Regions from separate parts of the Mus musculus genome. Here region 1 is linked to region 2. The links are chromatin contacts, called in public Hi-C maps. All regions are on one chromosome and are shown on one strand. The core of a region is the stretch at or near the end of the contact, and the rest is flanking DNA. Distances in the headings are between cores, read along the strand shown.

Region 1 (5,866 bases), core at 1,029-3,528, 160 kb before region 2:
CTATACATAGGTTCCTCGTTCATAGGCAATATGTTGTAGCTCAAAACAAAAGACAAAAATCAATAGCTATGCTATTCATTTTTTTAAAAATCAAATTTGTGTGCTTAGCACTTTTTTTTTGTCTTCATGGGATAGCATGAGAAGCATGAAGTAAAGCTGATGAATATTTATTTATTTATTTATTTCGGTTTTTTGAGACAGGGTTTCTCTGTATAGTCCTGGCTGTCCTGGAACTCACTTTGGAGACCAGGCTGGCCTCGAACTCAGAAATCTGCCTGCCTCTGCCTCCCGAGTGCTGGGATACAGACTTTGTAGCCAGGCGTGGTGGCGCACACCTTTAATCCCAGCACTTTGGAGGCAGAGGCAGGTGGATTTTTGAGTTCGAGGCCAGCCTGGTCTCCAAAGTGAGTTCCAGGACAGCCAGGGCTACACAGAGAAATCCTGTCTTGAAAAACCAAAAAAAAAAAAAAAATAAATAAAAAAAAAAAAGAAAGGAAGAAAGAAAGAAAGAAAGAAAGAAAGAAAGAAAGAAAGAAAGAAAGAAGGAATAAATACAGACATCATGCTTAGCAACTCCATACCTTTTAGATCATAAACGAAATGATGAACAAGACATTTGATTTTTCAATGTAAGGAGGGACTGAAGAATCCCTGAGGTGAGCTGCTTTTTTAAGAAGAGGTTTGTTTAACACACAGTTTGGGAGACTGGACATCCAAACAGCATAGCAGAGACTCTGGGTGAAGCTTCATGGAACACGATGAATGTGTGTGCAGAAGGAGATGACATCATCCACCGGAAGCTACAGAGAGAGTCAGCAGTCAGCCTAGGCTTTTATAGCCACTTGCTCTGGAGAGATCTACCTTAATTCTCCCAAAGGCAGAACTGCCAATAACACAGGAACCTCTGCCTTCTAGGCCCCACCTCTTAAAAGTCCCTCCACTTCCCACCCCTACATCCGTGGGACCAAATGTCCACCATACGAAACCTTGAGGGGCACATTCAAATAATAAATATCTGACTCTTAACAATCACCAAAGACCTTTGACCATGTGAAGTAGTCCTCCCAAGGAAGGCTTCCAGGAAGTGGGGTATAGACATCTTGATGGGGGGAGGGGCATCATTCTGTTGCTATGGTTTATGATGGCAACACTCTTACTGTATATACTTTCTCCCGTTTGCAGAGCTCCTAAACCCTGAAGACAATAAGGGATTCTGTCCATTCAGCTAGACAAAGGTAGCGATGTTATTGAAGCTTGCGGCTAGCAAACTGTGGTCCAGTACTGTCTTTAAACCCTCATGGACCACCCATGTAAAGAAGATAAGGTACTATGTAATTTGGCAATGACGCCATGACACAGGTGAGACAGTGGTGACAGAGAAAAGGAACCTGGCCTGGGAAGGAGAAAGTTGGATCTTGAGAACCACAATCTCACATGTTGATAATGTCACTTCCTAATTTTTCTTTTTGCTTTTTCCAGAAGCTTCTACTTGCCTTCTTTCCTTCTCCCCCCACCCCCCCCACCAGCCCCTGCTCACTAGAGGGAACTGTGGTTTGTTAACAATAGAAACCTTTCATAGCATCCCACTAGTGTCTTAAGAGGTGGCCTCATCCATCCTACTTTACCTCCCCTGTGCGCAGGTGCCTCTGAACCTTCTCTTCTAAAAGGGCACTGATCAGATTGATTTAACAGCGTCCTGAGACCCCAAGAAAAACACCAAGTGGATACTATTTGATCTGGCAGGAACAGGGGGATCAAATAAAGGAGTGGGAGGCTGGCATTGCTCAGTAGATCTCTATTCTAGAACGTGGAATGCTTGAAGTTGGAGTTGGGGCTGAGAGACATAGGTAGTAAGTGCTGAACAGCTTTAATGCTAAGAACTCGTATTCTTGGTGTTGATCATTGGTTGGCTATCTTGTAGTCAAAGGAGATGGATAACCGGTTTTGAGCTTAGAGTTTTTTGTGTCCATGAGTATCAGTAATTAGATTTTTAAAAAATTAAATGGGGTTACTTAGGAGCTCTTGTTAGCATAGGCAGTTAGCTGCAGTAGGGAAATCTCACCAGACCAGGTAGACAACTCAGAAACCCACAAATCTCTTTCCTAGTGGGAATTCCGGGAAGAGACACTACATTATTTTTATCTCATGTTAAATCCAGGGAAAAGAACAAGAGATTAAAAATCTATTTGTATGACATTCTTAAAATAGCAGTCTTGACTCTATTCTTACACAAACATGACGCTTGTGACCACTTGCTTATATTCAGCTGGTGACCTCACAGCTGCTTGCCACTACCAAGTAGTAATGATTCATCATGCCTCGCCCTGCTGCTCCCCAAAGACACAAATGTGGGCGTAGAATCAGAACTAAAATGCTTCCAACTCTCCGTGCTGAACACCTTGCAGGGGAACAGAAGAGGAAGGAAGCCGAAGCTGAACTGTGACAAGCTAGGTCCAGCTCGTGACCCTGAAACTGTAAAAATACATTTTCTCCGACATCTTTATCCTTAATACAGTTTTTCCTCCAGGCACATCAATTACTAGACAGAAGGGCTTGTTTCCCTGCCCTGCACAATCTTTATGTGCAAACATGTAACACCTACTGTGTGCACGGTTTTCCTTTATTCCTTCTCTGGCTCTCAGTTAAGCTATTTTCAGATACTTACAGATTTGCATACAAGTGCAAGAAATAAATCCTCAGTGTGCTTTGACCAGTTCCATCAGGGGTATTGTTTTCTTTCTCTCTCTCTCTCTCTCTCTCTCTCTCTCTCTCTGTGTGTGTGTGTGTGTGTGTGTGTGTGTGTGTTTTCTCTCTCTGTGTTCTCTCTGTGTGTGTGTGTGTTTTCTCTCTCTGTGTTCTCTCTCTCTCTGTGTGTATGTTCTCTCTGTGTTCTCTCTCTCTCTGTGTTCTCTCTCTGTGTGTTCTCTCTCTCTCTGTGTGTGTGTTCTCTCTCTCTGTGTTCTCTCTCTCTCTGTGTTCTCTCTCTGTGTGTTCTCTCTCTCTCTGTCTGTGTCTGTGTGTGTGTGTGTGTGTGTGTGTGTGCGCGCGCGCGCGCGTCTCTTTTCTCCCTGTCTCTCTCTGTTTCTCTCTGTGTGTGTTGCTGTGAATTCTGTGGATACATGTGCTGTGATCTACCTGCAAAGCTCAGAAATCTTCGGTATCAGTTCTCAGCATCGTCTATAGGCTCCTGTTCAGCTTGTTGGTGCTGAAGATAGGGTTCTCCTCCCTCTGCCTCCCATCTTCTCCTGAAAATGCTAGGATCACAGATGTGCTCTACCCCTGCCAAGCTTGTACAAGTGTTCTGGAGACTCAAGCGCAGGTCCTCACTCTCTAGCAGTAGTAACTTCTCCACCAAGTCATCTCTCCAGTCACCCCTCTGCCGCTATGCATTTTTAATGTGTCACCTATTGAAGGATATGAAGTATCTTTGAGTCATAAGCTCAGGGACAACCATTTCACATCACCTCTGATTCCAGTCCGTTGTAGCATGAAATTCTAAAAACGTTTTCTGGCCATTTTCAACTCTTGATTAGCATCCTAGTCCATTTGCCCGTGTTATGACCGAATACTGGAGATGAAACAATTTATAAAGAAAAGGGATTTATTCAGCTCAACAGTCTTAGTGACGGGGAAGCTCAAGATGAAGTGGCTGTACCTGGTGAAGGCTTCACACTGTAGTATGCGGGTGGCATCAGATGCTAGATCTGCATGAGAACTTGTCAACCCAGCATATGGAAGGGGGCAGGGAAGGAGACCCCTTTGTATAAATGTGTGATGATTCCATTGTTACAAAGGGCAGACTAATGTCCTCTTGAAAGATCCAGTCCAGTTCCTTCAGAAAGGCTCAAATCCTTCTCAAAGGCCCCAACACTGCAACAAAGTTTCAGCGGGAATTTTGGCAAGAGGGGGCCATATTGAAAGCACAGCCACTGTGTTTACATTGTGAGCAGAAAAACAGTGCTGGAGATACAATTTCTCCTGTGACTCCAGAGAGAGGGGGAGGGGGGGGCGTTTGTAAAGGCAGTAGATGGACAGGTAAAGGCAGTAGATGGACACTCCTGTGGACACATGGTGGGGAAGAGCCCCAAGCTGCTGCAAATGTTTAGGAAGCCCCAGCACAGAGAAGCACAGCTATTAACCCTGCCCCTAATTTGGACAGGATGGCAGGCCTAATTACAGGGGTGTGGTTGAGCGGGTTGAGCAAGTGTTGCTTAGAAACACCATCGAAGTTCTTGCTTTCTTCTGGACTTCCTAACCTAAGGTGGGTCCCTCTGTCCTCCCAACATTCACCAGAGTGACCCTGAGAAGGCAGATGAACACTTAAAAGCCCAGCAGGGAAACCAGAAACAAATCTTGGCTTTGGCAACAGTTACTTGCTGGACAAGAACTTCGCCATACTTGCAAACAGAAGGGCATCTAATAATGACCTGCCTCGGGATTGCTATCCACTGCAGGCTTTTTGTTAACTAGAATCCACCAGACTCTCACTAGGCCTGCTTTCTTCATTTCTGGAGAACCTGGATGACCTCAGCTTGCCTGGTTTTGTTGGATTTTGGGGGAGTTTTTGTTTGTTTGTTTTTTCTTCTTTCTTTTAATCCCAATTCAGAGACATTCCAATTTGTGCTGGACTGGCCTGCTTTCAAAGTTCCATTTATTCTTGGTGCTTTATCAATAGACTGTTCTCATACAGGTCACAGATTTTTAAAAATGCATCTCGATTTCTAAATCAAAGTCAAAGGTATTCATACGTCATAAAAAACACGTAGATGTCTTCTGAGAAGCTGCAGGGATTTAGGTAATTGAAATCATCCAGTGTGCTTGAGGGCTTGCTAGTGGGCCCCACCCCCCTCCTGTGTGAATCAGCCAGCCCTCACTTCCATGGCAACCGGCAACCGAGTATAATACCCCAAAAGGAAGCATGACTTCGCTGAGGCAGACACTCAAAACAGCAGATCCTGGACTTCTCTGAAATACCAAGAGACAAAAATAAAAACCTAAGTAGGTAGGAGAGACCAAAAGCCCCTGGATTCTGGAACTGAATGAAAGTGTCCTTGATCGCTTGATCGGTCGCCTGGTGTGTGGCCTGGGTAGACTCCCCAGGCAGATTTAAATGGACGCCCAACCCCCTTCCTGATAGGCAGCCAGATTATTCTCAGTGCCCAATAACCCCACAGGCAGCCACTGGGGGTGGGGATAGGGTGGGAGGGGGGGTGACTAATGCAGAGACCCAGCCTTCAACGCTGCTGCCAGCCAGCCCTTTCCCCATTCCCCATAGCGCTCATTCCCTTGCCTCTTCACCTCCTCTGCCCATCACACACCACTTTTGTGCTACTTTCTCCTCTCCCCCGGGGTGGATTACCAGCCAGTAGAATAATCCTTGTGAGCATTACCCAGTAGCCTCCTGGATGGTCTAGTAAAAATGCCAGAGGCTTCCCACGCCTGCATGGATTCTCAGCTCTTCATGCTTTGTGACCTGGCTTTTCCAACTTCCAACTCTTCCTTTCCATCAGGTCTCCCAATCCATGACTTAAAGATCGCGAGTGTGTGCAAAGGGCCTTGTTTTGCCATCCCTGCCCGAATCTCACCAACTCTGTTGAAATCACTGTTCACTGGTGCTGTGGTTTGAATGTTCCCTCACTAAGTCCAGTGTTGGAAACAGTCTCCAGTCCTGCAGAATTGAGAGGTAGAACCTTAAGTGGTGATTATTAGGTCATGAGGGTGCCCCTCTTTATGAAAACATCAATTGGACTTAGTAAGAGCACAGTTAAGTGAGCTGTGAACAGGGTCCCTAATAAAAAGATGAGTCTGACTCTCCTTTCTCTGCCTTCACCATAATCCTTCACCACGAGAGCATCTACTTTTCAAA
Region 2 (5,908 bases), core at 2,388-4,887:
TATCTTCCCCACGTGGCCACCAGGAGTAAATCTCCTCTCTCTGCTTGTCACTAGTATTTGTTTCATTGTCTGTTGGTGACAAATGGCCAAGCCTATCTCTTAGGGGACCAGGATGAAAGATCTGGCCCTAAGAACTCTGGTGACATTGACTCTTGTATCCAGTGCCTATTCATTTTTGAGGCCCGCCCAGCACCATCTCCCTGTGAGTTTCAATCACTTATATCTCATACCAAGCATGCAGGCCTCACATTTGGGTTCTTTTGCTCCATCCCCCCAGGTGCTCATCTCTGTTATTTTCTTGGCTAAAGACCCCACATCTACTTTTAGAAAACTCATACTTCCAAGTCCAGTCACCAGGGAAGCCACCCATGCTCATGTCGGCCCTTAGGAGCTCCTCTAGTTCACAAATGCTATGATGCTCTTTAGCTTGTACCTCTTGTTTGACATGCACTAGATGCAACTCTGGATGTCTGAGTGTCCCTACATTTACAGGCTATTGAGTTAGGACATGGATAACCAGGGCTAGCCAACAGGCTTGTTTCTGGAAACACAAGTTAGGGAATCCCAGGCATAGATATGCCAGGCATGACATCCTAGGACTGGGATGGTGCTAGTGTTCAGGAGCCTTGCAGAGAGCAATAAAAGAGGTCGGCCAACACTGTAAGACAAGAAAGGGACAATACTGAGTGAGGGGTCTGGGTGAAAATGGATGGTCAAAGCCCTGGTTTAGGTTAGAGGGCTGGAGTTTATTTTTGAGAATGGGAGACCATGTTGAACTTTAAAAATATGCTCACAACACTTTCAAAAAGCCAGAGGGCGAGTTGGGGAGATGTTTGATGTTTTTCTGAATATTCATGGAAATTAAACAAAACTGGAAAGGGTCTTAAGCTCTTTCTACCATCTTAAATATACATATTTAAGTTGTGACTCTCTAAGATAGGGGTATAGAGGTCAACTGTATCCATTTTGGGCTGATACTTCTGTGCAAAAGCCTCTCATTCCATGCCCTTTGGAACATGTTTAATAAATGTTATTTACATTTAGTCTGATCCACGTTTAATTGTGTGTTAAAAAATAGGGAAAGATTGGAGAATTTTAGAGATATATGTTTATTTTGCCAAACTTTACTGTGTTAAAAGCTAGCATTTTGGGGCAATTTTTGAACAAAAGAATGAGACCAGCCCAGATTAGAAGTAGCCAAAATAACCAGACTTCTTTGAGGTATATATACATTACAAAGTTGGAATCCCACCAAGTGGTGTTTTTCAAATTGCTTTTATTTTTTTTTTCAAATTTCATTATCTTCCAGAAATTAAAACACTGAATAGATATTGAAGAAGAAACCAATTCTTACTTATTTTCTTCCACATTGTTCAGATTTTCAATTATAAGAAAAGCCCTGCTTCCACACTGGGGCTAACCTCAAGGGTTCTTTGGTTCATTTTGGGGACAGTTCTTTTGGAAAAGCCCACATCTAGTTTCTTCTTGCTTTAATTCTCTTCTACACTGCAAAGCGAGAAGAGCCTGCCCACTTGTGTCATCACAGAAATGGTGACTGAAGTCAGGTAGACATATTTGAAACGGGGGTATTTTAACATAGAATGTGATCCATGCAAGATAATACCATTCAACATGAAAGAGAAATTCTCTAAGGGTTGCCTGTCAATCTATTATCTCTGCCCCCATCCTCTCCTACAATAGGAGAGGTGACATCATGTTGAGCTAGTCTTTATTTGGGGACACCATTGTAAGCTAAATTCCAGCCTAACCTTTTAATGGCTTCTCCATGACAGATTCTGACACCACAAATGGATCCCGTTGTCACAACTGATATGTTGTCGTTTGATCCTGACAGGAGCTGCTCAGCTCGCTGCTCCGTTTTTTCCACCAGAGCCATGGAGCCAGCTGCTGACACTCTTCAGGCCCTGTCCCACAGACATCTCTCAAACACAGGATCCCACTACTGTGACAGTCAAAGGATCCTTTAGTTCTTTGGTCTATGCTGAACTCAAAATAACCACAAAGACTAGTTCCGACTTAGTGATTTTATTTTTCTGATCCAGCTAGCCAGTGCTACACATTGAATCAGCGAAGAATTAAGAGTCTGGAACCCATACAGGTTTTATTTATGAAGGAAAACAGTCTGGTTAGTTAAGGCCTTGAATAAATACAGGGATACTTTTACAAGTCCACGACACTGCTGTGTAACCATTATGATGAAGGGACTGGGTAACTGCCCCACCCCTAGCACGATCAAACAGAATTCCACCAGAGTCTCAGGTAGGCCTTTCTGCTTTCTTTACAAAGTGTTAAGATGAAGCTTAACATGTAGAAGAGCTGGACTCAGGCTGTCCAGGAAATAATCCATGCCCAAAGAACCCACTGGCCCCCGAGGCTTACCAGAGTCCAGACAAGGGCTGCTGTAGTCACTGTAGGGTGGCCCTCAGAACAGACTTTGTTTAACCAGCTGCCCAAGTTCCATGAAAGACCTTTGTTTAACGAGTAAATGTATTCTGGACAGAAAAGCAGGAACAAAACACACATTGGGGTCTATCCCCATGGAAGAATGCTTTCCTGGTGTGCACAAAACCCTGGGTTGCAACCCAAACAGGACCAACAAATTCCCTAAATAAACAACAATAATGCTTCCCGAGTCATATCAGACTGGGAAGATAAAATGAAGCACGTTGGAGAGGTTTGACATTGAAGGTTGGGAAACAGCAGAATTACTGCTCTGCCAATAATAGCAGCTTTTATATTTCTCTAGGCACACATGAGAACAAACACACACACACACACACACACCACGGGGGTGGGGTGGGGGAGAGAGAGGTTATGATTTAAATTTGAATTTCTCTTGCCTTCTCATTGACCTTGAAAACCCAAGTAGCTCAAATTACACATGTTTGAACTGAGAATCGTAGACACTAACGTTTCAAACATAGTACTGGTGTTGAGGGTACAGTGAGGGTTACGGCTGAAGCTTAGGTTAGCGTTGAGTTCACAGTGACAGCTCAGTCCCAGTCCAGGGATGTAAGAGAATGCACCTGTTCAGATGGTGTGACACAAACCACGGCAGCTCAACCTCTGAGAAGAGAAGGAGAGTTCATTTACTTTGGGGAAGTAGACAAGACATTAGGTTTAAAATGGAGTCTCATGTACACAGAGGTCAGTCCAGAAAGATGACCAGGTCTCTCCTTAGGGACAAATCCCACCCATTTCTGTAGGGTGCCCTGCTACCTTCTTGTATCGCTGTTTGGAATCACCCAATGGCACTAGTCCCAACATAAAGGGACAAGGAAGGAAGAGCAGGCTTATGAAAACTCTCAGGTCCTCTTCTCAAGGTGTCCTGACCACAGCTGGAAGCGCCTTCCGTGTTTGTCTGCACAGTCCCTACAGAGGTCAGAGCACACTGGGTAATGTGCTGTGTGCTTTTCAAGTCAAAAAAGCTATGGACATAAAAGCACCTGCCCTTCGGGGGTCCGAGCTATAGTTATTTCTGTACAACAATACACAAAGCCAACAGCAACAGGATCTGAGGTGGCTGGTGACCTGGTGGCACAGCTGACAGGCGCGTCATGCCTGTCCTTCAGAGGACCTCACTAAAGTCACTGCTGTGGCTTCCTCAGCATGGACATATTTGGTCTAGGGAATGCAAGGAATTTGCTGGCTGAGCAAGTTCATCCATTCTGCTTTGTAAGGCTCCTCTCCATAACTGTTTCTAAAAAAAGAAAGAAAAAAAATCCCCCAGCGGGCTCTGTCGCCAGAGTAGCACCCTGGTCAAGGGGACAGTTTAAGTTTGAAAGAAATTTCTCAACATGCACTGTACCTACTCCCCAACACTGAATCTGGTTCTTGCTTTGTTCATTACCACTCCCTAGAATTACTGTCTGTCTGTCTGTCCTGAAGACAGATAAATGGATGACAGAGGAAGCAGAATTATAGGTTGAATATAGAAATTATTCTGGGTTTACTGGTGTTTAAACAGAGTCACAGAAACTGATCATGGCCATGTTAAAGCAATGGGTGGCAGACCAGGACCTGATAGGCAACGGTCATAGTGCCTTAAGGTTGTGGAATATTTGTAGTAGGCTTCGTCCCCTAGACACTATGTAACTGACACTTGCTACGTACTATACTCAATTTGATAAAGTATCACTAGGCAATAAGTATTTGAATTAAAAAATACATAAATCAAGGCCAGGCTAGTGACATAGTTTAAAAAAAAATCACATTATTACAACTAATGTGAAATTTTCTATTTGGAAACAACCCTCAACAGTGTATCTTAAACATTCTTAAGAAGTAAAAATTGACCAACAATGGCATGCAGAAACCATGCTTTTTCTCACGTTTAATTTACTTACGTATGTGTTAAACAAAAAATTAGCCGTGTCTTAAGGGAATAAGCCCAAAAGGACAAACTAAATTAATCTGGATGCCCAAGTAGAAAAAGGTGGAACAACTCTGCCATCTAGTGGCAAAATATGGCCTGGCAACTAAACCAGCCAACCCAATTCCCTTCTATAAATTCTCCTCAGGACTATGAGCCCAAGACTGGCTCTGGTAACAAAAAAATAACGAAAACTTCAGTGCACGTAGACAGTCCTAAGAGGTAGAGATGTTTCTCAAGTGTTTCTGGAGGTAGATCCAACTTCCGTCTGAGAGATCCACCATGGGGTTTGATTTCCTTCATTGTTCCTAAAAACACAGACCTTGTTCATCCCTAACTTAGGCGTGCGTGCCCATTCAGTGACAGTGAGTCTGAGCTGGTCTCTCCTGCCTGAGCAGGACTTGTCCTCCACTAGGTGGCTTGGAAGAGGACTCAAGTGTCTTTTTTTCTGGGTTTTCTTTGTCTCTGATCTTGTCTGAAATTTAGGGTCTTCTCACAATGCTCAGCGGATATAAAATATTTAAGGATACTTACCCGTTTCAAAAACATTTCAAAATATTACTCTGAGCCCAAGAAAGATGATACAAAGTAATAAACTTTGTGTGCATTTGTGCAAGATGTACCTTCCGTCTCGAGTTCTTGTTTGGTTGGATTGGGTTCACAGTCTCTGTGGAAAGGTATTCTTTTTTTTGGGGGGAGGGGGGTTTCGAGACAGGGTTTCTCTGTATAGCCCTGGCTGTCTTGAAACTCACTTTGTAGACCAGGCTGGCCTTGAACTCAGAAATCCGCCTGCCTCTGCCTCCCGAGTGCTGGGATTAAAGGCGTGCGCCACCACGCCCGGCTGGAAAGTTATTCTTATGGCAGAATGAGAACGTCTTCTGTTCCAAAAGAAAAGGAAAGTAGACTTCAGTTTAGTAAGAATTAGATAAACACCAGTACATGTGAAAATTGTCTGCATCCTTAACATGCAGTTAGGCTACTTTTTGTCCCAGTGACATTCATAGGGAGTGGCTCTCTGCTCCCTCCTCAAGAGGATGGTTAGCCTGGCATCTCCCTCAGCAATCTTTTAAGAACTCTGACTACATATTGACTCCCAGGTTCCATATTGCCATGTTATGTGTGTATCAAGGCCGATGACTGATGCCTTCCCATCACTCTCCATTTATATCTGAACTTTCTCCACCATATGGGTACTGGAGACTGAACTTAGGTCATCAGATTCTGTGGCAAGTGCCTTCATTCACTACCCATCTCGCTAAGGATACCTTATTTTTAGAGACGGTCTCTACTGGACCTAGAACTTATCAATCAGGACTGGCTAAGGAGCAAACACAGGGTGCCTTTTGTCTCTGTGACCTTACATTTGATGTTTTACATGAGTGCTGGAGCTCTGGATGCAACCAGCATTACTGACTGAGCCACCACCCCAGTCCTGTGACTTCATTTTTAGAATAGTGACTTGTAGAAATAAATGCGTATGTGGCCCAGGGTTGGTTTAGGACAAGATTGGTTACC

What was found. Hi-C and Micro-C count contacts between places; a contact is called where the count stands out from the background.
Region 1: a contact with region 2 is called in a Hi-C map of myocytes, with 3 times the contacts expected there. The contact joins two enhancer-like sites. A contact is called at or near these places in 2 of 39 promoter capture datasets (cranial neural crest and embryonic stem cells), 3 of 484 Hi-C or Micro-C datasets (3T3-L1-derived adipocytes, myocytes and tail fibroblasts) and 1 of 115 datasets of contacts at active chromatin or transcription factors (astrocytes).

The regions. Positions count from the first base shown.
Region 1 is chr13:41,800,568-41,806,433 of GRCm38.p6, reverse strand. All of the region lies in intron 4 of Adtrp (androgen dependent TFPI regulating protein), which reads left to right. Among named protein-coding and RNA genes, the nearest start is that of Adtrp, 44 kb to the left of the region's middle. Within about 2 kb of position 2,278, at least 56 of the 459 cell types and tissues checked have an H3K27ac peak or open chromatin away from gene starts, as enhancers often do. A contact at or near this core is called in myocytes, where this site is marked.
Region 2 is chr13:41,641,645-41,647,552 of GRCm38.p6, reverse strand. No RefSeq gene overlaps it. Among named protein-coding and RNA genes, the nearest start is that of Gm5082, 4.2 kb to the left of the region's middle. RefSeq lists an enhancer at 2,870-4,341. Within about 2 kb of position 3,637, at least 64 of the 459 cell types and tissues checked have an H3K27ac peak or open chromatin away from gene starts, as enhancers often do. A contact at or near this core is called in myocytes, where this site is marked.